Linked DNA regions of Muntiacus reevesi: region 1 is linked to region 2. Evidence: chromatin contacts called from public Hi-C data. All regions are on one chromosome and are shown on one strand. The core of a region is the stretch at or near the end of the contact, and the rest is flanking DNA. Distances in the headings are between cores, read along the strand shown.

What was found. Hi-C and Micro-C count contacts between places; a contact is called where the count stands out from the background.
Region 1: a contact with region 2 is called in a Hi-C map of muscle, with 7 times the contacts expected there. The contact joins the promoter of CEP70 here to the promoter of PIK3CB in region 2. A contact is called at or near these places in 2 of 3 Hi-C or Micro-C datasets (blood and muscle).

What each region holds. Positions count from the first base shown.
Region 1 is chr8:10,696,610-10,703,506 of mMunRee1.1, forward strand. It overlaps CEP70 (centrosomal protein 70), which reads left to right and starts at 3,119. Exons shown (of 17, transcript XM_065942892.1): 1 at 3,119-3,215; 2 at 5,228-5,330.
Region 2 is chr8:10,465,199-10,471,807 of mMunRee1.1, forward strand. PIK3CB (phosphatidylinositol-4,5-bisphosphate 3-kinase catalytic subunit beta) reads left to right here and starts at 2,288. Exons shown (of 24, transcript XM_065942782.1): 1 at 2,288-2,493.

The DNA of each region.
Region 1 (6,897 bases), core at 1,869-4,368, 230 kb after region 2:
AGATTTCAGATGGAAAAGGAAGCATGTGGTCCTGATTGCTCCTGGTAGACATCTGGACCAGCACTTTCATTTTAATTTGAAACTTACTATGTTTGCAGCAGAACAGAGGGAAAACTCTTCCTTGATAATTTGATAAACTTGATAGCCTTTACTTTCCAATAACTTGCCCTTGATAGCTTGTTGAACCACTGAGTCAACCTAGTCCAAAGTCTGTGTTGCCTCTGGATGACAGTTGTATGAGATAACAATTTTCTTATTGCTTAAGAAGACAGTTTCATTCAGTGTTCTATTTATAACTCAAATAATCCTAATTGACCAATAATATTTGGCTTCCTACCTATATTAAGCAGCGACACTCAGAAAAGTGGGTAAGTCCCCAGATTACCCTGGAAAAGTCAAGAAGTGAGATTCTTTGTGTTCCAAGTGTTGAAGATGAAAATTTGTCAACCATTGCTAGTGTAAGTAGCTGAGTATGGAATGGGCAGGGGGCAGTGTTGAGGTGAGGACATGTTTCCATGGGCAGACAGATACAGAGATCAAACTCACAGTGGCTCCAGCTGCCTGGAAGAAGGCTGAGTATGGGCCTGAAAGTTGAACCCTAAAAGCTGTGACTCTGAGACCTCCTTGTGAGAGAGACACCGTGACTTTTGCCCTCCATGGGAGATCCCTGTTGGCTATTGTGGGACCTGTTATGCTACAGACCTGCAATCCTTTGAGCAATTGGAAGGTACAGGTTGTCAACAGTGCCATCATGTGGCTACAAGGTGCAATGACAATGGCTGCCAGACCTCCCCTTCAGGTGTATGGCAACTGAGTTTTTACCTTGGGAATTTCTGGGTTGCTTAACCTGCCATGAGTTTTTGAAAAAGGTAGACAGGGGCCCTATTTGTAGATTCTGAATTTATTAAAGTGATCATTAGAGGATTTATGTAATTTCCTTTCATGGAAAAAAAGGAGTATTTGTACCCTGTGGAGTGAATTTTTTTTTCCATTTTAGTTTTTACCTCTATATCAGGATGCAAGAAAGTTAGGCTTGAAAATTCCCAAGCAAAAGCCTTTCCACTTTATACTTCTTTTGAAAACTCATCTATGATTCCCCGTCACCTCCAGGACAAAGTCCCAGCTCCTTAGTGCATCTGCTTAGGCCTTCTTCCTCTGAGTCTCCAATGACACAACACACCCCTCAGCTTCCTCAGGAAGCCTATTATATTGGCCAATGCTTTGGAAGCTAGATTTTTAGGGAGAGCAGATATGAGCTGTACCAAAGGAGCCCAGATTTCATTACAGAAAAAAAAGTAAGGTTTACTGAGCACTTGTGAACTAGGCATTATAATAACATGTTTTGTTGGAGTTATTAGTTTAATTTGCACGTGAAGTTTTCTGTAAATACCCATAGGAACAGAGTAAAGGGCCAAAGTATGTGATTAAATAGTTAATCCCACTAGGGGATTGAAGGTAAAGGAAAAGTATGGGAGACTCTTGTGAGTCAATGCCCACTCAAGAAAGCAGATTTGCTTAGCAACAAAGCCAGGTAACAGAAGCATGAGACATGTTCCAAAAAATAAAACGATGGTGGCATGAGATATGCATCCTGCCCAGTGAGGTCAGTAAATTAATGATTACTAGGACATTACTAGTATTACTACTATGATTACGCCTCTGCACACACTAAAAACAAAAGTATAAGTGAAAGATGGCATTATACTGAAAGCTGAGATGATTCACCATATTTTAGAATATATTACTGCTTTTTTTCCCTCATTTCCATTGAGCCAGGACAGTACCAGTTAGACCATGTAGGGACAAAATAACTCCCAGCCTGATGTGGAGGAGGAACTGATGACGGAAGCCTGATGTCTACTCAAGAATGAGGAAAAAGGTGTCATTCTCTCCCTCCCCACTTTTCCTTTGATTATAAAACTGTAACCCTGTTAAGCTCTCTGAGCAATACTCCCTTGCCCATCTTCCTTGCAATAAATCGCTTCTTGTCTGTCACTTTTCCTCTGGCTGACTTCCTTCTGCACTAAGACATCAACAACCTTAGACCACCCCCTCCCACCCCACCCTCCTCTGCCCTTGAATACATTTCGTGGTTTCAATGTCTTTCTTATCTGTTTTGTTGGGGAACTCGCCATTCTTCTTATGCATCTCTCTAGGTTTGTAGTGCGAAGGCAATAGCACCCCACTCCAGTACTGGAAAATCCCATGGACAGAGGAGCCTGGTAGGCTGCACTCCATGGGGTCGCTGAGAGTCGGACACGACTGAGCGAGTTCAGTTTCACTTTGCACTTTCATGCAATGGAGAAGGAAATGGCAACCCTCCAGTTTTCTGCCTGGAGAATCCCAGGGACGGGGGAGCCTGGTGGGCTGCCCTCTATGGGGTCGCACAGAGTCGGACACGACAGAAGCGACTTAGCAGCAACAGCAGCAGCAGGTTTGTAGCGATAGTTCCCTACCTTGGCTTGGCTGCACACTGGAATCACCCGGGGGAGCTTTAGCAAACTATTGGCCCATGGGTCTGATTCTGATATACTTGGCCAGGGGTCTGAGCATCCGTTTCAAATTTCCCCAGGTGATTCTAGTGGGCAGCCAGGGTTGAGACTCACTCAAGGAGGAGGAAGAGTTCAGCGACCCAGGCAACCCTCCCTTTCGTTCCGCTCTGTGCCCTGCACACCTTTCTCTAATCAAGCCCACCATACTGCACCGTTAATTGTAGGGTGCATACCTATCCCCCTAACTACACTTTGAACATCTCCAGTCAGCCACTTTTGCATTTCTGGAGCTCGATGTCTGGCCTGACACTTCGTCGAGACTTGGAAAATGCTTCACGGGAGGATAAAATGTCATGAACACACTTATTTGCGCCCTCCAAGTGCCAGGCACTGCAGCGCTCAGCCGGAATCTAGCGAGTGAGAGAGATGGAAGTGCGCAGGCGCAGAGCCCTTCCCCAGCCCAGCACACTGGAGTCTACGCCGAGGGCGAGCCCCGCCCCCAGTCGCGGAGCCAACCAGAAGGCGCGAGGCAGAACCAGCCTCTCCGGGCGGTCAGAGAAAATCGCTGCGGTGTTCCAGCCCGGGCAGAGGCAGATTCCTCGATGAGCTCCTGCTCGATTGGTCGACCTTCCACGGTAGGGTAACGGTCGCAGAGGCGGGGCCGGAGGCAGCTGAGCCGGCCGGGTTGAGCGCGCTGCGGGAGGTAGGCGGCGGCTGAGGAAGGTGAGCGGCGTTCTAGGTTTACCGAGGCGTCGGTCGGAGCCCCCGCCTGAGGAACCCCTACCTGAGGAACCCCGGGAACTGACCTCAACTGCGCCCTGAGAGCGGTCAGACGAGCCGCCTCGGGACTGGTTCGCGCCAATTAAAATGCCAGTATAAAGGCCGAGGGGAGGCGGGTAACCTGATAAACCTGGTTCGAGTCTGGCTTCCCGCCCTTTGTGGTCGTTGACTCCCCTTTTGTAACAACTCAGCGCCTCTGTTTCTTTATTTGTGGAACACAGCTGATAGTTTTTGCCTTACATGGTGATTGAGAAGATTAAATGAGGCAATGAGTGTGAAGCTTGGAGTGATTTTCGGCGCGCCCTGGATTCTGGATAACTAGGTAGTTACTCCATCCCCCCTGGAGAAGGAAATGGCAACCCACTCCATTATTCTTGCCTGGAGACTCTTATGGACGAAGTAGCCTGGTGGTGGTCCACCGGATCGCAAAGAGTCGGACACGACTGAGCGACTTCATTTTCACTTTTTACTCCATCCCCAACAGTTCACCAGAACCGACCCGCTCCACTTTTCAGTGTCAAGGTGTCTGAGGAGGTGGCTTGGCTAGTGAAGACTAGGAATAGAAGGTGGGGGATACGTGAAGGTGTAGATAAATGATTATCTCTTTCTCCGTTTTATTAGGCCCATTTCAGAGTGCGGGGCTCTTTATACAGAGTCTAATTTGATTTTTATTCTGATCAATGAGTTGGAAATAATTGCAAGTCTGAGAGACTTGTAACACACAGGCCAAACAGAAGTGTTTTTTGTACCACTTTATTTTCTAACCATAAGGTTAAACACTGTGCACGCATTATCTATGTTGGTTTCAATCCTCTGTATGAGGTTTTTGTTTTGTTTTTTACTTTTGCTATTGCCAAATAGACTTGAGCCTTGCCCACCCCACCTTGGGGAGGAGGTGGCTGACAAGCGAATGCCACAGCTTTTGCTTAGAGGTGTGTTCTGACCGTTTATGTAACCTCTCCTGGGGCAGAATGATTTGGTCTAGAGGAGATCCAGCCCTAATTTAGATTACTTATTTGCGGTAAATTCAGTTCTTCTTAGGAACGTTAAATAGAGACTTTGAAAGCATTTCATGTTCCATTTATTGCAGTAAAGTGAAATATGTACTTTTGAGAAAGCTAATTACAGATTTTGATGTGACTTGACTTGAGAAAGAACAGCTACCGCCTATGCATTATTTCCACTTTCCTGCCCAAAAGTAGTGAAAAATAAATACATTTTAATGTATGGTGCATGTTATAGGGGCTTCAGACTTATAAAGGGCAAGCTACCAAAGGATTTTTGGTAGACATGGACAGTGCAAGGAGATAGAATTTTGTTTTGCTTCTCTGCATGTATCTTTTTGTGCCATGTATAAATGAACTCCTTCCCTGCAACTGCTATTTCTACAGTCTTACTTTAGGTGTGATATGACACTGATTAAAGCAAGCTTTGGCTTTGGGGAAGCATTGGGTCTCTTCTTCTGACGTAAAGTTCCAGACCTGTGTCTTGTTACAGTTTGTAGTGGGGAGAAGACTGCTGCAAACCATTGGCACATTAATTTCACAGCATGGGCCCCTGAAAAGGAGGGCTTGGTCACAGGTGAAATTGTGATAGTTGTTCTCCCTGCCTTTGCTTTTCATATTCAGTGGTTTTTATCTGAGAGTACTTCTAACAATAAGAATTATTCTGCCTTTGAAACCACAATCAGAATTGATGCTAGACAGTGATAGAGTTGGACACCCAGCTAAATGTTTTAGCACAGCTGGAAGAGGAAAGGTAAGTGGAAGGAAGACACCAGTGAAGGCACTTGGTGGTGACCATCAACGTCCGTTAGCAGTTAATTCTGTGATTCCAGCTTCTGTTTAGTGGTTACCACCAGTACCATAGATGACTGCTCTGGGAATAACACAAGACCTTTCTTACTAGGAGACGAGCATTTTAAGATTTGGATCTCTTATCTTTTTGAAACCTAGATGAAGATCCAGTTTCAGACGTGAGACTCACTGAGTGATCATTTCATTGAGATCAACTTGAATGACAAGGTGAAAAGTGCAAGAGGAATGTGGTATGACTGAGGTATGTCTGATGTGGTAGATAACTCTCTCTGGGAATTGAGAGCCCATGGCAAGAATCTACTAATTATGGAATACTGTACATATATTTCCTTTTGACCTCCTCATAATCCTATCAGGTATTTGAAGCTCCATAAAGGAAACTGAAGCCCAGAGAGGCTAAGTATTTAAGATAACACAGATAGCTCGTCACCAGTTCTAATCACCGCCTCTATCCTGCTGTGTGCCAGGCACTGTTCAATTAGTCCTTTCTATTTTAACTTTTCTAATCTTCCCAAGAACCTATGAGCTAAGTACTTTTATTTTCCTCATTTCATGATAAGGAAATTGAGGCACAGAGATTAGTGGTTTCTTGGTTGCGTGGCAGAAGCACGCTATTCTGGCTCTACCAGCCTTCTTTTGGTTAGTATTTCCTTTACTTTTGGCTTTATTGTTACTTAATGAAGTTTTTTTTTTTTTTTTTTTTTATTAAATAGTGAACTTTTATTATGAAATCAAACAGAAATGAACACACATACTGAATGTATACCTTAACAAATTAAGAGATGATACCACCTAGGTCAGGGTAGAGAACCATGCTAGCCATGCTAAGACTGGTCTATCCCAATTACAACTACTTCTGTACTCCCATTAGTACATTCTTCTGACTTTTACAGTAATTTCCTCCTTGTGTTAAAAAACAAAGTTTTTTCCTAAATCTGTATTCTTCAGCATTATAGTGTACCTCTTGCTCATTATATTAAAAAAAAAAAAATCTCTTAATCTGTAGGTTTTTCCCCTATTCCTTTCTTTTCCTTATAATCTATCTGAAGAACTTGGCTCATTTGACCTATATATCCTACAGTCTGGATTTTGCAATTTGCATACTCATGTGCAGTTGATTATGTTCCTCTGCCCTGGGTAATTCCCTAAACATTTGTAGCTGGATCAAAGATTGGATCAGACTCAGATTCAATTCCTTTGGTAATTCTCTAGGTGATGGTTGGCAGGATCATAGGCGGTGCAGAATGTCTTGTTTCTCTTTGTGTTTCCAGCACCTGTTGATACTTGATGCCTGTATATGTTCATTGAAGATTGCAAAATAGTGATATTCTAATTCTATCATTTTTTTTACTTGCTTGTTAGAATATTAGCCCCTCAGTTGAATATGTAGCCGTAAAATCTCTTTAGGAAAGGCAGCATAAACAATTTGTTGCATTTATTTACCAATTTTTGAGAAAATGAATTGGTCCCTTATCTTCTGAAGATAATTCTTTTAAAAAACCTATATCAATATGAAGTCATAAATTTAAACGTTTTATGGGTTTCAGTTCATTGTAGTTATAATTGTCAAAGCTAATGTACTCACATCTTTGAGTGGGAGGAGCCTACTCAAGTCTATCCTTTTGATATGACCCTACTAGTCTTTTTTTTCTTTGGCTATTTCCTGACCAGGGATTGAACCTGTTGGAAACAAGTTTCTTGTTTCCTGTTGGAAACAAGAGTCTTAACCCCTGGACCATCAGGGAAGTCCAGCACTACTAATCTTTAATAATTCCCTTGTTGTCTGATATCTTGAATCAATTCTGTCC
Region 2 (6,609 bases), core at 1,038-3,537:
CAGTTTTTGGAGTTCCAAAGTCTGAAATCAAGGTGTTAGCTCTGAGGATCTGTTCTGTGGTCTTCTCCTAGCTTCTGGAAGATGCCTGCAATCCTTGGCATTCTTTAGCTTTTATGTGCATTACTCCAATTCTACCTCATTCTTTACATCCCCTTTAACTCTGGGTCTCTATCTCAAATCTTTCTCTTGAAAGGATGACTGTCATTGAATTTAGGACCCACTCCAAATTTGGATGATCTCATTTCAAGATCCTTCACTCCTTAATTACATCTGCAAAGATCCTTTCTCCAGAAAGGCTATGTTTCCAGGTTCCTGTGGACACATTTTTTGGAGGGTCAACATTCAACCTGCCACAGCATCCTTGGATCCATCCTTGCAACTAGTATTTTCCTTAATTTTTCAATAGGGTGGAGCTAATGTATTTCTTGGTCCTTGAATAAGTATTATGTATTTAAATTTCAATAGATTACACTTAGAAAGTTTGTGGCAATTTACACTCCCATCAGAGCTTGTTTCTCCAAGTATTATTGATTGGTCTTGTTAATGTTGGCCAATCTAATGAGTGAAAAATGGATTACTGTTTTAATTTGCTTTACCACGAATACTAGTGAAATAAGCATTTTTTTTTTTTCAATAAGCATCTTTTTAATGAATCATTTGGATCTTCTCATCCATTACTTGCCTGTTTATACTTGTTGCCTGTATTATAAAAAGACTTCCCTGATAGCTCAGTTGGTAAAGAATCTGCCTGAGATGCAGGAGACCCTGGTTTGATCCCTGGGTTGGGAAGATCCCCTGCAGACAAGAAAGGCTACCCAGTCCAGTATTCTGGCCTAGAGAATTTCATGGGCTGTATAGTCCATGGGGTTGCAAAGAGTCAGACACCACTGAGAAACTTTCACTTCACTTCACTTCAAGTGGACTTTTAAAAAGCCAAATTTTCTTTTATTCAAAGTCACTCAGCCTTTCCCTTCTCCAGTGATCCTCCCAAACAAGGGATCGAACAGGTCTCCAGCATTGCAGTTGGATTCCTTACCAGTTGAGCCACAAGATAAGCCCAAGAACACAGGAATGGGTTAGCCTATCCACTTAGAGTGACTCACCTATGTTAGAGATATAGTGTGTTTGCCATGTTTAGTGCAGTTCTACTCCATCTATTTATTTCTTTTATAAAAAACTTGTCTTAGTGTGATGTCATGCAAAACTTGCAAAGTATTTATGTATTTTTTTTGGAGGGGCGGAAATAAGTCTGGGTTTCCCGTCTTAACGTTTCCCCTCACTATAGTTATATTACTATTCTTTAAAAAATTTCTTTTGTTTGTTCTGTATATTTTTATGTCTATCTCTTCTGGAACCTAATTTTTGAATATGGCAAGGCTCTAGATTTGACTACTTATGAAGAAATTAAATCAGGATCACTGATCAAATAAACTATTCTTTTATCACTGGCTTGTATGTCACCTTTGCTTTATATTACGTTTACTTGAGATTTCATCCCAAACTACTGTACTGTTTACCTGAGCTATTACACAACTTTACAACAGAGTGCCTTAACTGTAAGCTAAAATTTTGGTTTTCATTAAAAGAAATTCAACTGAGCCACTAAGAAAGAGAACCATGAAATTTCCCAGTTGAGGTCAAAAGATAACAGGAGATAAGGTATGCGAACAGAGCTGGGTAAACTGTAAGGCTCTGCAGATAAACGCTGGTTGTTATCGCAAAAAATAAGCACACAGAAAAAGAATCTTGGGCTTGAAAGGCTGAACTTTTTGGCTTTGATGGCCAATTCAGGGATTGAAGGGTCAGCGCCTGGGAGGCCGACCTAACAGCCCCACCCGTAGAACAGGAGTGACAGAGCCGGAGAAGGAAAAGCAAAGTGCGTACCCAGGAACCTAGTAATCGGTTCAAAGTCGCAGAACTGGGGACAGCGATTGAGAAGAGAAAGCCGGCAAGTAAACGTAGGAACAGAGGAATCTCTCGGAGGCGGCTGCGAGGGTCGAGGGAGGTGTGGGTCTCTCCAGAAAGTAGCTTGCTGGGAATTCCCGATCCCGAATCCTCCCAGAGCTGCAAACAGAAGAACTGCCACACAGCACCACCGCCGCAGGGCGGGCAGCGGTGGAGAAAGAGGCGCGGGTTCCGCCTAACTCCCCTCCCAGCTGGGACCGGCGCGGCAGGGCCCGGACCGCAGATCGGGGATTGGCCGGAGCGGCGCGCGGGGCGGGGCGAGGGCAGCTGGGAGGTGGGGCGGGGAGGCGAGCGCGCGCGCGCGCGGGCACAGCGGCGGCGCGCGCGTGCTCCGTCGGTCGGTACGGCGGCGGCGGAGCTTGCCATGGCAGTGGGCGGCGGGCTGGTGTAGCGCCGAGCGGTCAGGCGGTCGGCGATTGAGAGAGACTGGGATGGGGGCGCCGCAGCTGGAATGTTGCGGCGGCCTGGTCTGCTGACCGCGCACCGGGAGCTGAGAGCGGGCGGCGGCGGCGGCGGAGCGCTGAGCAGGTGAGTGCAGCGGCGCGGGACCCGGATGCGGCACGGCTGAGGCGCGGCGCGGTCGCGGCGGGCCTCTGAGGTACTCCCGCGCGGGCGGCGGGCGCGCTCTTGCCCGCCACAGCCTGCGGCGCCGGCGAATGGGATGCCCGCGCCACGCTTCCTGCTGGCGCCGAGGACACCCGCCCGCCGGCCCGTGGGGGCGCCTGGCTCGCCTGCGGCCTCCCGGGCTTTCCAAGGTGAGCGGCGCTCCCCGGCCTCCGGGCGGCAGGGACGGGGCCGGGCGCCCCAGGCTGCCGGCGATTTGAGTCGCTTTGCTGAGGGGCGTCTGCGGAGAGGCGGCGTCCTCTCCCGCTGCGTCTCTGCGGACACCCGCGAGCTGCCGACTCTCAGATACCTTTTTGCGCAGTGTATTTTAGGGGCGGGGATCATGGACTGTTGGGATAGGGTCGTGTTTTCAGATCCCAGAGCCGCTGGTGACCAGTCCTGGGGCCTTGGGTCTGAGTATCCGGATTTGTTGGTGGGAATAATTACACGTACTTCACCTGGGTTGTTGTGAAGCAAGCACAGGATGATGTGCGTGACCGAACAGCAAGTGCTGGATCAGTGGGTGGCTATCAGGAGTAACTCTGCTGAAGCATCTTACCTTGTTAACTGTTCCTGATACCTGGTTGCTGGTGTACTTTTGGGGTGCACGCCTATTTTCGAAGTGTTTTGATGCTGCAGTAACCTCCACTGAAGTTGCTTAATATTGGAGCCTGTTATCTTAATAGTAGCCAAGATCGTGGAGTCTCTTTTTTTTTTTGCGAAGGCTTTCTTGGAATACCTGTCTCAGGTACTGAATGGGAATTGCTGCTGAAATAAAATTGAGCGAATTTACTATTCTCTTCGGATGCAAGATGGTGGGACACATTAAACTTGAAGTGCTTTGCTGTTTAAAATCTTAAGTGCCACTTAAACTGTCACTTGTTACAGAGTATAAACAGAAGAATATGGAAACAGACTCCTTTTTCTGCATTGCTACATACACGAAGGGAGTGACAAGTGGTTTTGTAAACATCATTGTGGGCAGTGTTACTGTCTGGTGAAGTCATCATAATTAAATTAGATGAGTACTTATTTTGGAGCACTGAATGGATGTTTGAAAATATGAGTCCTAATAAAATCATTGCCAACGAGTCAGAATTCTCAGCAGTTCATTAATCATTTGGGGATTTTTAGGTTACACTGTTAAGATTTTTATGGTAAAAGCAGAACTGCTTAAGTCATGATAATGTAGAATAGGAGAGGGTGGTCAGGATAAAGATCTTAACTTAGTTTCAGAAGGCAAGTGTGGAACAAAGTTAAAATCTTAAACTTTAGAACTGAAATTGTATTCACCAAAGCAAAAAGGCTGAAACCGAAAACTTTGTTGTACAATCTCTGATTCCCATCCTATTGAGGGTCTTCTGCCTTCACAGAGTTTTTTAGAGGTGGAGAAAATTGATTTGGGTTTTATTTCCATTTTGCACTTCTTGTCTGTATTTCCTACTTTTCTTAGAGACTCATCCAGAAAGGTTTTTGATCCAACTTGCTTTGTGACTGTAAACATAATATATAGAAAAAAATTAAAATTAACCTTGTAATCTAAATTATGTACTTCCTTGTAGTCTAATTGTTGTTCTTCCTAAATTAAGACCTTCCCTGTTTCACTGGTGAACCGAACAGTAAAAGCACTACTAGTCACTGAGAAAAGGCTGGGTCGAAAGTCACATCTTGGTTCTTAGGGCTGATTATTGTTTAGTTGCTAAGTTGACTCTTTATGACCCCTTGGACTGTAGCCCGCCAGGCTCCTCTGTCCCTGGGATTTTCTGGGTAAAAATACTAGAGTAGGTTGTCATTTCTTTCTCCAGGGTATCTTCCCAACCCAGGGATTGAACCGACGTCTCTTGCATTAGCAGACATTGGTAGGCAGATTCTTTACAACTGAGCCACCAGGGAAGACTGGTTCTGGGTCCCAAATAGCTGGGACTTTGGGATGCCACCTGTTTTCTTGGGCCTCAGTTGTTTTGTTTATAGAATTTGAGAGTCTCTGTGGCCAGGAGTTGGGAGGGTTGTGGTTCGTTAGAGAATCATTATATAAAGAAATCTTCAGGGTACTACACTTTTATGGTTTTCTTTCTCTTTATCTCTTCTGTTGACTTTTTCTTCTCTTACTGAATTCTGAATATCCTAATGCCTCAGGGCATCCAAGTCCATCTCTCTCTTTTTTTCCACCTGTATTCTCTCTGGGTGATCTCATCCTGTCTGGTGGTTTAAATACTACCACTGTGCTGTGGACTCTTCAGATTTTTATCTCCAGCCCTGACCTTCAATTTCTTCTACCTGCCTATATATCTACACTCCATTTGTCTATATTAAATTTGACATGTTCAAAGTGGAGCTCTTGATTTTCATTCTTCAATCTATTCCTTCTCCAGCAGTCTGGATTTCATAAGAGCACTTGTCTGTCTCCTCTTCCGTCTACTTAAGTGAAAAATCTGGTGGTCATTCTTTCTTTTCTTTCTTAAATTTTGGCTGCCCTGAGTCGTCATTGTGGCTCAAAGGCTTCTCTAGTTGCAGCTCTCTAGTTGTGGCATGCTGATTTAGTTGCCCTGAAACATGTGGAATCTTTGTTCCCTGACCAGGGATCAAACCTGCATCTCCTGAATTGGAAGGCGGATTCTTAATCACTGGACCACCCTGGTGGTCATCCTGTTTTTCTTAAATTTTTTAAAAATTTATTTTTTTAATTGAATTGTGGTCATCCTTAATTCATCACTTTGCCTTACTGCTCCTCCACCACCCAGAACAATCAGTCCCTCAGCAAACCCTGTTGATTTAGCCTCCAAGATATATATATATTTTTTTTTCCCAAGATATATTTATTTTATTTTTATTTATTTTTAAAAAATGAAGCCAACTCTATTTAATTTTATTAATTTATTTTTGGCTGCACTGGATCTTCATTGCTTTGTTTGGGCTTTGCTCTAGTTGCGGTGAGCGGGGGCTTGTCTTTGTTGTGGTGCTCAGCCTTCTTATTACGGTGGCTTCTCTTGTGGAGCATGGGCTCTAGGTACATGGGCTTCAGTAGTTGCCGCACACAGACTCCAGAGTTCGGGCTCAGTAGTTGTAGCTCAGACCCAGCTGCTCCGTGGCATGTGGAATCCTCCCGGACCAGAAGTCTAACACGTGTCCTCCGTGTTGGCAGGCGGACTGTCATTCACTGGGCCACCAGTGAAGTCCGTGTTTGTTTTTATTGCCACCACTCCAGTTCTTCCTGGGTAGTGGCTTCCTAACTGGTCTCCTTGCCCCTGACCTTGCTCTCCTATAGTCCATTTGCAGACAGCAGTCAGGGTGAACTTTACTTACTTTCCTGCTCCAGTGACTTATTACACTAAAAAGTAAACCCAAACTCTTCACCTGTGTTATCAACTAATCTTGTTTATTTCCTTGCTCATTTGTTTGTGGTCTTTTCTCTCCAACATATTATATGCTCTCTGATGGAAGGAACTTTTTCTTCCCTGAGGTTTTCTCAGTAAGCAAAACAGTATCTGGAAAATTTAACTGTTATTGAATGGATGAATGTATGAATGAAATACATATAATTCCAAATATAACATGTTTTGAACACATGATTTTTTTTTTTTTGGTCCCAGGTTTGTGCAAATGAGGAAGTAATCACAGGGCCTAGAATTCTATTCTGGATATCCTTATTCTATTAGTTATCCTTCCTCTCTCAGTCTTCATTAAGGTACTGCACATCCTGAAAAGACTAAGCATTTAGACCTTAAGCCATTGATAGCAAGAACAAATGTGGATTTTGTCCATTGTATACTGGATCATTAGTATTTTTGTGAATAAGAAACCAAGCAAGCTTTTCAGCCTTGTTTTGTTCTTTAGAAGCATTAAATTTTGGTCTTGACTGGAGGGAACTGGTTCTGTAAAATGTACTTTAATCCAGTGTTGCATACCAAATTGTATAGGGTAGCAGTTGGAATTTTTAGAGAACAGGCATTTTTGTTTCAGTTGCATTATATTTTTTGAATGTGAGACTCCCCCTACCCTGCTTGTATGCATTTATGTTTCCTCTGAACCATTTGATTCAGT